Regions from separate parts of the Mus musculus genome. Here region 2 is linked to region 1. Evidence: chromatin contacts called from public Hi-C data. All regions are on one chromosome and are shown on one strand. The core of a region is the stretch at or near the end of the contact, and the rest is flanking DNA. Distances in the headings are between cores, read along the strand shown.

What was found. Hi-C and Micro-C count contacts between places; a contact is called where the count stands out from the background.
Region 2: a contact with region 1 is called in a Hi-C map of bone marrow-derived macrophages, with 35 read pairs. The contact joins two enhancer-like sites. A contact is called at or near these places in 2 of 39 promoter capture datasets (hippocampal neurons and macrophages), 5 of 484 Hi-C or Micro-C datasets (CD4 single positive thymocytes, bone marrow-derived macrophages, cerebral cortex and 2 more), 3 of 115 datasets of contacts at active chromatin or transcription factors (the HPC-7 cell line and embryonic stem cells) and 4 of 9 other capture datasets (adipose tissue, liver, macrophages and 1 more).

What each region holds. Positions count from the first base shown.
Region 1 is chr5:65,829,151-65,833,915 of GRCm38.p6, forward strand. It overlaps a transcript of N4bp2 not described here. Among named protein-coding and RNA genes, the nearest start is that of Gm3521, 27 kb to the right of the region's middle. Within about 2 kb of position 3,226, at least 35 of the 459 cell types and tissues checked have an H3K27ac peak or open chromatin away from gene starts, as enhancers often do. A contact at or near this core is called in bone marrow-derived macrophages, where this site is marked.
Region 2 is chr5:65,971,744-65,976,179 of GRCm38.p6, forward strand. All of the region lies in intron 4 of Chrna9 (cholinergic receptor, nicotinic, alpha polypeptide 9), which reads left to right. Among named protein-coding and RNA genes, the nearest start is that of Chrna9, 6.8 kb to the left of the region's middle. Within about 2 kb of position 1,693, at least 23 of the 459 cell types and tissues checked have an H3K27ac peak or open chromatin away from gene starts, as enhancers often do. A contact at or near this core is called in bone marrow-derived macrophages, where this site is marked.

The sequences.
Region 1 (4,765 bases), core at 1,976-4,475:
AGTTGAAGTTTTCTTCTGTTTGTTAGTATTTCCATACTGCTTCTATACTGTGACATTTTAGGTATCACCCATATTATATAGTGGAAGCTGTGACTGAATGGTGTGCATTAAAACAGATTTGAGAAGCAACAGCTTCCAGTTCTTTGCGGTGGTTTCCTGTCCTTTGTTTTGGTCTTTTTCTTTATAAATTCAAGTGTTCTGTTTGCTTTAGAAGGGCATGTGTAAGGACATGTTAGTTAGTTCTGAGCTGGCAGTTGGAAACTTTTGAAACTCAAGAAATTGCTCTGACAATGTTTTAACTGCTTTCAATTAAGAAAATGTAAGAAATGGACAAAAATAATGTGTGCTGTTTTTTCTGAGTGCTTTACCATTGTGCAATGAGGTGACACTGATGATGTCCTGTGCTGTGCTTAAGTGTCGCTTATTTTTAAATACTTGTAAAGAAAACAGACTTAAATGTCTGCGTGGCCAAAACCAAGTGCCATTTAAAAGCAAAAGTAAGTTGATGTAGAATGTATGTTAATGGTGCTGATTTTTAAAGTGTGATTTAAGTTTACAGTATTACTTGATGCCTCCTTACAGAAGCGAATAGAGAAACGAGGCTCGAACACACCTGTGTCCTGAAGCCTTCGTAACCTCAGTTAGATGATGCCGGAGTTCATTCACTGTCCTCACATTTGAGCTTGACTTCCGTGGTCAGGTGATGAACCTGCTTTGTTGAATTCCCCCTCTGTCTCATTAAAGTGCCACATTGCAGCTAGCAGTTGAAGAATAGACTATAAGATTTTCAGATGGTATATCAGAAACAAAATGTTTTTATTTGTACTATAAAAATGTGATTTTTTTGCTGTCAACTCTGTACTTTTTTATTGAAAATGTTTATAACGTTGCTTTTAAAATTTCTTATGAAACCATTTACAAATTACACAATTAATTTAATAAAATGCTTTCATCACAGTCCAGTGTGAAGAAATCCTTTGTTTGATGTGGTCGGTTTAGTGGCTTAAATATTTAAAGATGTGTCTTTGTGATTCTCTGGGAACAGTGTCATAAAATCTACACTTCTGGACAACCGTGCCAGCTTGTGTTGCTTATGCAAGTGGGTTCACTTTTGGACAAGAAAGGTGGGCTAGCTTCTCTCTTCACACCCTTGCATCTTTTGACTGACAATCAAAATTTGGAGTTATTTGTTCTCATTAGGAACACAAACAATTCTCTAACAGCTTCATTCAGCTCAAAAAAAAAAAAAAAGAATAAGTTATCGAAGATGTTAGCATACTTATTCAACAAATATTTACTGAGCACTTATTACTGAAAATACAGTGTAATATAGTTTCTACTCACAGTTGTCTTATAGTCTCAGCAATTAATATGTGTATAGTGATTCATATTGCCTAATACTTTCATATATGCCTACATGTGGGTCTCTAGGGGATCTTCTTACATAGATGGTGCTTCCCCAGTTCAATGGATAGAGACATAAGGACTACAGAAGTTTACTGACTTGCCAGTTAGTGGCAGAGGCACAACACCAACCGAGACTATCTGATTCCTAGTGTGTAACAGCTGCATATGTCCTTAGAGAGAGACACGAGCTTGATGTGCTGGTGCAGAGACAGGAGGATCTCTTGAGTTTGAGGCTAGCCTGGTCTATATAGTAAGTTCCAGAACAGCTATATATAGTCAGACCCTATCTCAAATAAGAATATAAAAAGTAAAAGAAAAAAAAAAAAAAGAAAAGAGGGGAGGGGTGGCTGGTTAACATGTCTGAAAATCTCTCATTTATGGAGTTGCCTTTGTCCTGTATCCAGAGAAAGCCAGTATTTTGGAGAGATGAGTAACCAAGTATTTTGGATAAGACATAACAATGGCTTATTTCTCTCTTGATACTAAATGCCAGAGGTAAAGATCTAGGACTGGTGTGAGCTCTCTGATCCATGACTGTTTTGAAGAATTTAAGGTCCTTTTAATTTTTTGTCATTTTATTGAAAGGATGGGAGGGTGGCAGTGGGCAGGTGCCAGCGCTTTGAAAGGTGCTTTTTGGAAGCTCTGTAGTACATTTCAATTTTCATTTTATTAGCCAGAATGTAGTCATGAGGTCACGTGCACCTACATCAAGTCTGGGAAGTATCTGGTTCAGACTGCCTATATTTAGCTAAGGTTTGAGTATCCTCTTGAAAGAAAGAATAGCTATCACTCTCTGCCTTGTCATTTTTACCATGATATATGTACAGATAAGTAGAAATTAGTGCTTGATGCATTCCTTTATCAGGTGATTGATAACTTCCAAATACTAAAGAGTAATAAGGATAACCCACAATGTTATGCATTTTGATTTTAAGCATTCAAGTAATCTTAGCAATGGCTGAGGAAATTGATTCCGGGTTCATCATTTGACTGCTAACAGGATCACTTTTGACAACTTAGTGGTAGCACCTGGGTGTAGCCTGTAGACTATTCCTGGTGATACTGCCTAGCTAACCCATTGGCATGTTACTTTATGCCTCCTCTTTTAACTATATCATGTCAAAAAGCTCAATATTTGGTGCGTGTGATTTGCAACAAGTAAAACAGGCTAAGAGCTAGGTTTCCTTCTGTATCTGAGGACTCCGAGCCTGCTTATGAAGAAGGAACTGGGGAGAGGAGGTCACGGTTTTAGATGGTGGGGGAGCTTAACCACGGCTCTCCTGCTACAAATGTGTAACTGAATGAGGGAAAGATGGAAGCATTTAGAAGTCTTTGTCTTTATGTGCGTTAACTTGCCTTTGCTGGGATCTGGCGCTGTCCCTGGGGCCACACTTGTCACAATTTCTTTCACTAGTTTTAATAGCTGAAGAGATATTAGCTCTTAATATCACTGAAGTTTCACAGTATAAGCATATTCATTACGTAAGGGTGGAGAAATGACAGTGAGTGTAACCCATCAGTGGCCTGTCTCCGTCAGATGCAGGAAGCTGCAGGCTGTAAAGTGAGGTGGAGCGGGGTGGTAGTGAGGCCCCTTATCTAAAGGGTACTGGGAAGTGGTGCTGAGGATATTTTCTTTCCCATGACATCAGATAAATACTCTTTTAAACAAGAAGCAGTGAGACATGTCTAAGACAGCCACGCTTCTTTTGAACACCTTGCCTTGAGGCCTGTAGCTTGCATTCTCATTGTATCAGTGGTATAACAAAGGAAGTTGTGTCAGGAGTGACGTGTACTGTAGTGGACACAATTTTCCGAGAGTTGAGAAATCTAGGGTATCCTCTAAAGAAAATGAAAGTATTACTGTGGGAGCCAGTCCTACTTCACCACAAGGGGAAGCCTTGTGGCCTTCATTAGGGAAGGAGCTACGTGACCTGCCAGAGCTCGGTCAGAGCTCCTTGGAGGATGCTAATCTATCTAGTCACGCTCCTGGAATTGTTACATCTGCCTTTTCTATTTAATGTGAGATATGAGCGTGTTTTGTACATACTTGGACTGACCCACTGGGGGAATTGGGAAAGCTACAAATTCTGAATGAAATCATTAACACTCTAAAAACATGGTATAATTAGCAAGTAGGTAGAAGGTGCTGCCAAGGCCAGGTGGAAATGCCCTTTGCCAAAGGTACCTCAGAAAACAACTGAAAGCCCAGAAAACTTGGTACTTATAAGAGACTAATAAGAGACCTCTAAATTAGCACCCTGAAGGACACTTTGTCCTTGAAGGGATGAGAATAGGTCAGATAACTAGTTTCCCCACCCCAGGAGCTGGCAAGGACCATTGCCACTGGTTAATCTTTGGTTTTCACAGATGAACAGCTGAAAGTCACATACCCACCCCATAGTGGTCAAAAAGCAGCAACCCCCCTCAACCCCCCTCAACCCCTCACATCTTTCAAGATAGGAACTGCATTTAAGTGTTCCCAAACTAGTCACGCCATTGTTAGCTGCCTGGCTGAGGCTAACGCAGAGCTCAGAAAACTCACTTGCATCTTGGAGAATGAAGCCTTTATACCCAGCAATGTTTAGGAATTTTGGAAGACTGAAGTATGAACTAGGTCAAGCAGACTATCGGGCACAGTCACCAAAATATAGAGTGGGAAGTGAACAAGATAGGTTTTTTTTTGTTTTTGTTTTTTAAAACACACACACACATTGTAGCTATGTTCAGACACTCCAGAAGAGGGCGTCTGATCACTTTATAGATGGTTTGTGAGCCATCTATAAAAGTGATGGGAATTGAACTCAGGACCTCTGGAAGAACAGTCAGTGTTCCTAACTGCTGAGCCATCTCTCCAGCCCAGATGGTTTCTTCAAAACCAGTTGCAGAGAAGAACACCGATGAAGGGAGGACTTAGACATAAAGGCTGAAATATGTTAGCCAGTTGCCTCTTTCTGTGGGTTCTGGCTCAGCAAAGCAAAATGTACTACAATAAACGGTACTTTAGCAGTGTGAGCACTGAGTGGGTAGTGGTCATGCTGAACTCTTAAGGTTTGCTGCTTTACAAAGTGCATGCTAGAAATGACACGGTAGAGATTTACTTGAAAATAGGTGGTGGGGGATGCACTAATATAGCTCAGGATCTACGTGGATTCAAGCATGGATTGGCAGTCAGGAGGGTCAATAATTTGGAGTTTGGATGGTATGGGGGAGATCTTGCCTCAAAACCAAAATCCGTTTGGATGTAAGTTAGTAACTGTTGAAGATGGGCTGAATATTGAATACCTACTTTTGAATACACTTAAAACTGTATAGACAGTTTTTGGTTGTGGTAGGATTTTTGGTTTGTTCTCTCTTATGA
Region 2 (4,436 bases), core at 443-2,942, 140 kb after region 1:
ACAGGCTGGACAAGCCTCTGCTCAGCAGTGACTTCTGTTACCTGTTCACAGTGTTAGGGTCTTTCTCCTCAGAAGGAAACACAGCAGCTGTGCCAGGAGTTGAGCTGGAGTCTCAAGTCAGATATCTATCCTGCATATAGAAGCCTCATCCCACTTATAAAACAGAGGTTCTGGGGCTGGAGAGATGGCTCAGTGGTTAAGAGCACTGACTGCTCTTCCGAAGGTCCTGAGTTCAAGTCCTAGCAACCACATGGTGGCTCACAACCATCCATAATGAGATCTGATGCCCTCTTCTGGTGTGTCTGAAGACAGGGACAGTGTCCTAACATATAATAAATAAATAAATCTTTAAAAAAAACAAACAAGGGGGCTGGAGAGATGGCTCAGTGGATAAGAGCACCGACTGCTCTTCCAAAGGTCCTGAGTTCAAATCCCAGCAACCACATGGTGGGTCACAACCATCTGTAACAAAATCTGATGCCCTCTTCTGGAGTGTCTGAAGACAGCTACAGTGTACTTACATATAATAAATAAATAAATATTTAAAAAAACAAAAACAAAAACAGAGGTTTCTATGCCCAAAGGGGTGTGTGTGTGTGTGTGTGTGTGTGTGTGTGTGTGTATATACACACAACCACATATATATAGAGAGAGAGACAGAGAGAGAGACAGAGAGAGAGACAGAGAGGGACAGAGAGAGAGAGAGGAAGAGAGAGAGAGAGAGAGAGAGAGAGAGAGGGAGAGAGAGAGAGAGAGGGAGAATCTGGTCATTCTAAAGCAGAATGCATTTTCTCATATTTTGTTTGTGAGCCTAGTGTTCTCTAACAGCTGAGCCATCTCTCCAGCCCACAGAATGCACTTTGAAAAGTCTACAATAATGTAACCTGTAGCCAAGGGTGGCAGCGGAGGCTGAGGCTGCCGTGCCTGCTTGTCTACCTACTTTGTTCTGAGAGCCCTCTGTCACCTCTAACACCTCCTGCTACTGCCACCAAGGAGACCCCTCCGATTCAACACCTTGACCTGCCTGCTATAACAGATGCCTGCCAGTACCAAAAGTAACCCTTCCTTCTTTAAGATAAAACACAAAGAGAAACTGCAAGACATAGAGAATAGTCACCAGGAGCTGTGTGGCCGTGTGTGCTCTATGGAATACAGTTAGCCAGTATTCAGACATGGGTTTTTATGGAGACATCCTTTTTGTTTTGTGCTGTTTTTTGCTTCTTGAGGAGATAGGGTCACATGTAACCCAAGCTGGCTTGTAATTGGTTCTATAACTGAGGCTGGCCTTGAACTTCTGATCCTTCTATGTCCACCTCCCAAATACTGGGGATTTTCCCTTTTTACAGATACACACACACACACACACACACACACACACACTTTCCTTCTAAAATAAGCACAGGTTCTCTTCTCACTAATAGAGACAGGTATAGGAACCTTGGCACTTTTATCCTTTTATTACCTCTCTGGAGACAGAAATGAGTGACACTGGCCAGGCATGGTGATACCTGTCACCCCAGCACTCAGGGGTAGAGGGAGGAAGATCAGGAGTTCAAGGCCTGACTCAACTACATGATATCCTGTCTCAATCAAAAACCAAAACCAAGCCAGAAACAATAACTCTGAAGTGGGATCAGTGACGGGTCCCTCTCTCTTCCTTAGCAGTGACACACAATCACAAGTCAGCAAGTTTCTAAAGAGAGATGACTCACGAGAATTTGGGAAGCATTAATCATTCTGGTTCTACAGTAATATGCAATTTTTTTTCTTAGAATGTACATACAAGGATTTGGAGAACCTTCATTAAAAAAAAAATCACAGCATTTTATTTGTAGCATCTATGAAATGTGCTTCCTGCTTCTGGTTGTCATTGTTATTAGAGACAGCATCTCACCGAACAAGGCTGGCCTTGAATTTAGGCTTCCATTTCCCCTATCTCAGCTTCCCACGTGTTAGGAGGCCAGATGCCTTGATGCCCCTCGTGGTCCCTCCCTCCCTCCCTCCTCACCCTGTAAGTGGAGACTGTACCCAGGACCTCATGTGTGTCAGGCAAGAGCTAAAGCCTCAGACCCTTTGCTCTTGCATTTACAGAAACAAATTTACATCGTCTCTATGACAAGTAGAGTTTCATGAATGTTTCTGGCTCATACTCCTCTTATAATTAATCTGGACTCGTTTTTTTAAAGATTATTTATTTTATGTATATGAGTACACTGTAACTGTCTTCAGACACACCAGAAGAGGGCGTCAGATCCCATTACAGATGGTTGTGAACCACCATGTTGTTTCTGGGAATTGAACTCAGGACTTCTGGAAGAGCGGTTGGTGCTCTTAACCATTGAGCCATCTCTCCAGCCCCTAATCTGGACTTTTTAATAAATAATAAGTGGATGTTAAACAATATTCTGAATGCTGTTCTGGGATGGAGAGCTGAGCCATCCTAACCTTAGAACAGGACTGTTTTCACTTCAGCGCAGGCTGGACTGAGAGCCGGGCCACTGCTGTCTCCCAGCAGGACTGTCAGCTCTCCAGAACTCTCAGCTCTCCAGGAAGACTCAAGCAGGACAAGCCAAGCTCTGGGCATGGCTTACAGTTTAAGATGGGTGGTTGCATTGAGTTGTTTTTGACTCAGTACAAAAGCAGAATTACCTCAAGGCCAGGCTGTCACTAACCACAATAAACCCAGGGACTCCACTGAAGCACTCACTGCCTGGCTGTCCCCTCAAGTCTCCACCCCATAAAAGCTACCCCTCGCTTTCTCTCCCTTGTCTCTCTCTGTCTTGCCGCTGCAGCTATATCACAGTAAAGCTAACACACACTACTCTGCCTCTGTCGTCAATAAGTTTGTTCACGGCTCATTTGTCACAGGACTGTCAACGCTGTCCTGGACCAGGCAATTTCCAAGTGTCTTGTCTCCATTTATAAGATAACCATATACATTTTCTCTTTCACCCATTAATGCAGTGAATTACATCAGTGGGCTTTCCTGTCTCAAATTTTGGATTCCTTAACCCAAGCCTACTTTTTCATGATCTATCACGACACTCTGGGGAGTGGGGATACATGTCAATGGACGAGCACTTGACTAATGTGTAGGAAGTCCCAAATTCAATATAACTACTGAAAAATAAATAAATAAAAAGTCACCATGTAGGGCTCTTGCCTAACATGAAAGAAAACCTGGGTTCAATCCCCACCACCACATACAACCAAGCATGATAATGCACGCCCATAATTAGAGGATTAGAGAGAGGTTCATGATCAACCTCAGCTTTGTGACAAATTCAAGGTCAGTCTGAGCTAATCTGAAATTTTGTCTAAAAAATGATAAATAATGCTGGGTGGTGGTGGCGCACATCTTTCATCCCAGCACTTGGGAGGCAGAGGCAGGCAGATTTCTGAGTTCGAAGCCAGCCTGGTCTACAGAGTGAGTTCCAGGATAGCCAGAGCTATACAGAAAAACCCTGTCTCAAAAAAACCAATCAATCAATAAATACAAATAAAAATATATTAAATAATTTTATTACATAAAACTTTCCAAATATGTCTGTAGGAGAAATGAGGCACTACTCTTTTCTTACCATTTTTCAGGATTAAAACTCCTGCTTTCCTCTCCTCTCCCCATGAGTGACCTTATTAAAGATTTAGCTGTTTGCCAGACATGGTAGTGCTTGTCTTAATCCAAGAACTCAGGAGGCAGAGGTAGGCAGATCTCTGAGTTCAAGGCCAGCCTGGTCTACAAATGAGTTCCAGGACAGCAGGGCTACATAGAAAAATTCTGTCTCAAAACAAAACAAAACAAAACAAACAACAAAAGATTTATCAATTTTATTACTGTTTCTGTTTTTGAAAGTGGCTCTAATGTTGCCCAGGCTAACCCTTACTTCCTGGCACAAGCATCCTTCTGCTTCTACTTCCTGAGATACTGAGATTACAGATGTATATTTTGGTCCAGTCTTATTCCTCTTTTCAAAAGCCTGCCCCTGGCTTTGTTTGTAGGGAATGAGGGTGGGGACTGGGTGGGGCTGGGGCTGGGGATTGGGGGGGGGGGGGCTGAGGCGGGGCTGAGGTGGGGTTGGGGTTGGGGCTGCGGGTGGGGGCCCATGGTCATTCACTCACATCCGGGTCCTGCTGAGGCAAGGGCAGACCTCCCTTTTGCTCTCCATCTTACCGCGTTGAGGCATGAAGGTCACCATTTCCTTTAGGCTGGCTGGTCTGTGAGCCTTGGGGCTCTGCCTGCCTCTGCCCACCAGCGCTGGAGGCATAGGCACGCGGAGCCATATGTGCTTTTCTACTTGGATGCTGGGGACTCAAACTCGGGTTCCGGTGCTTATAGAGCATGTGATCTCACCCGCGGAATCATCTCATCCTTCGGCTTTAATTGCTAGTCTGTTTTGCCTGTTTTGTTCAGTGTTTATTTCATTTACATGTACCTT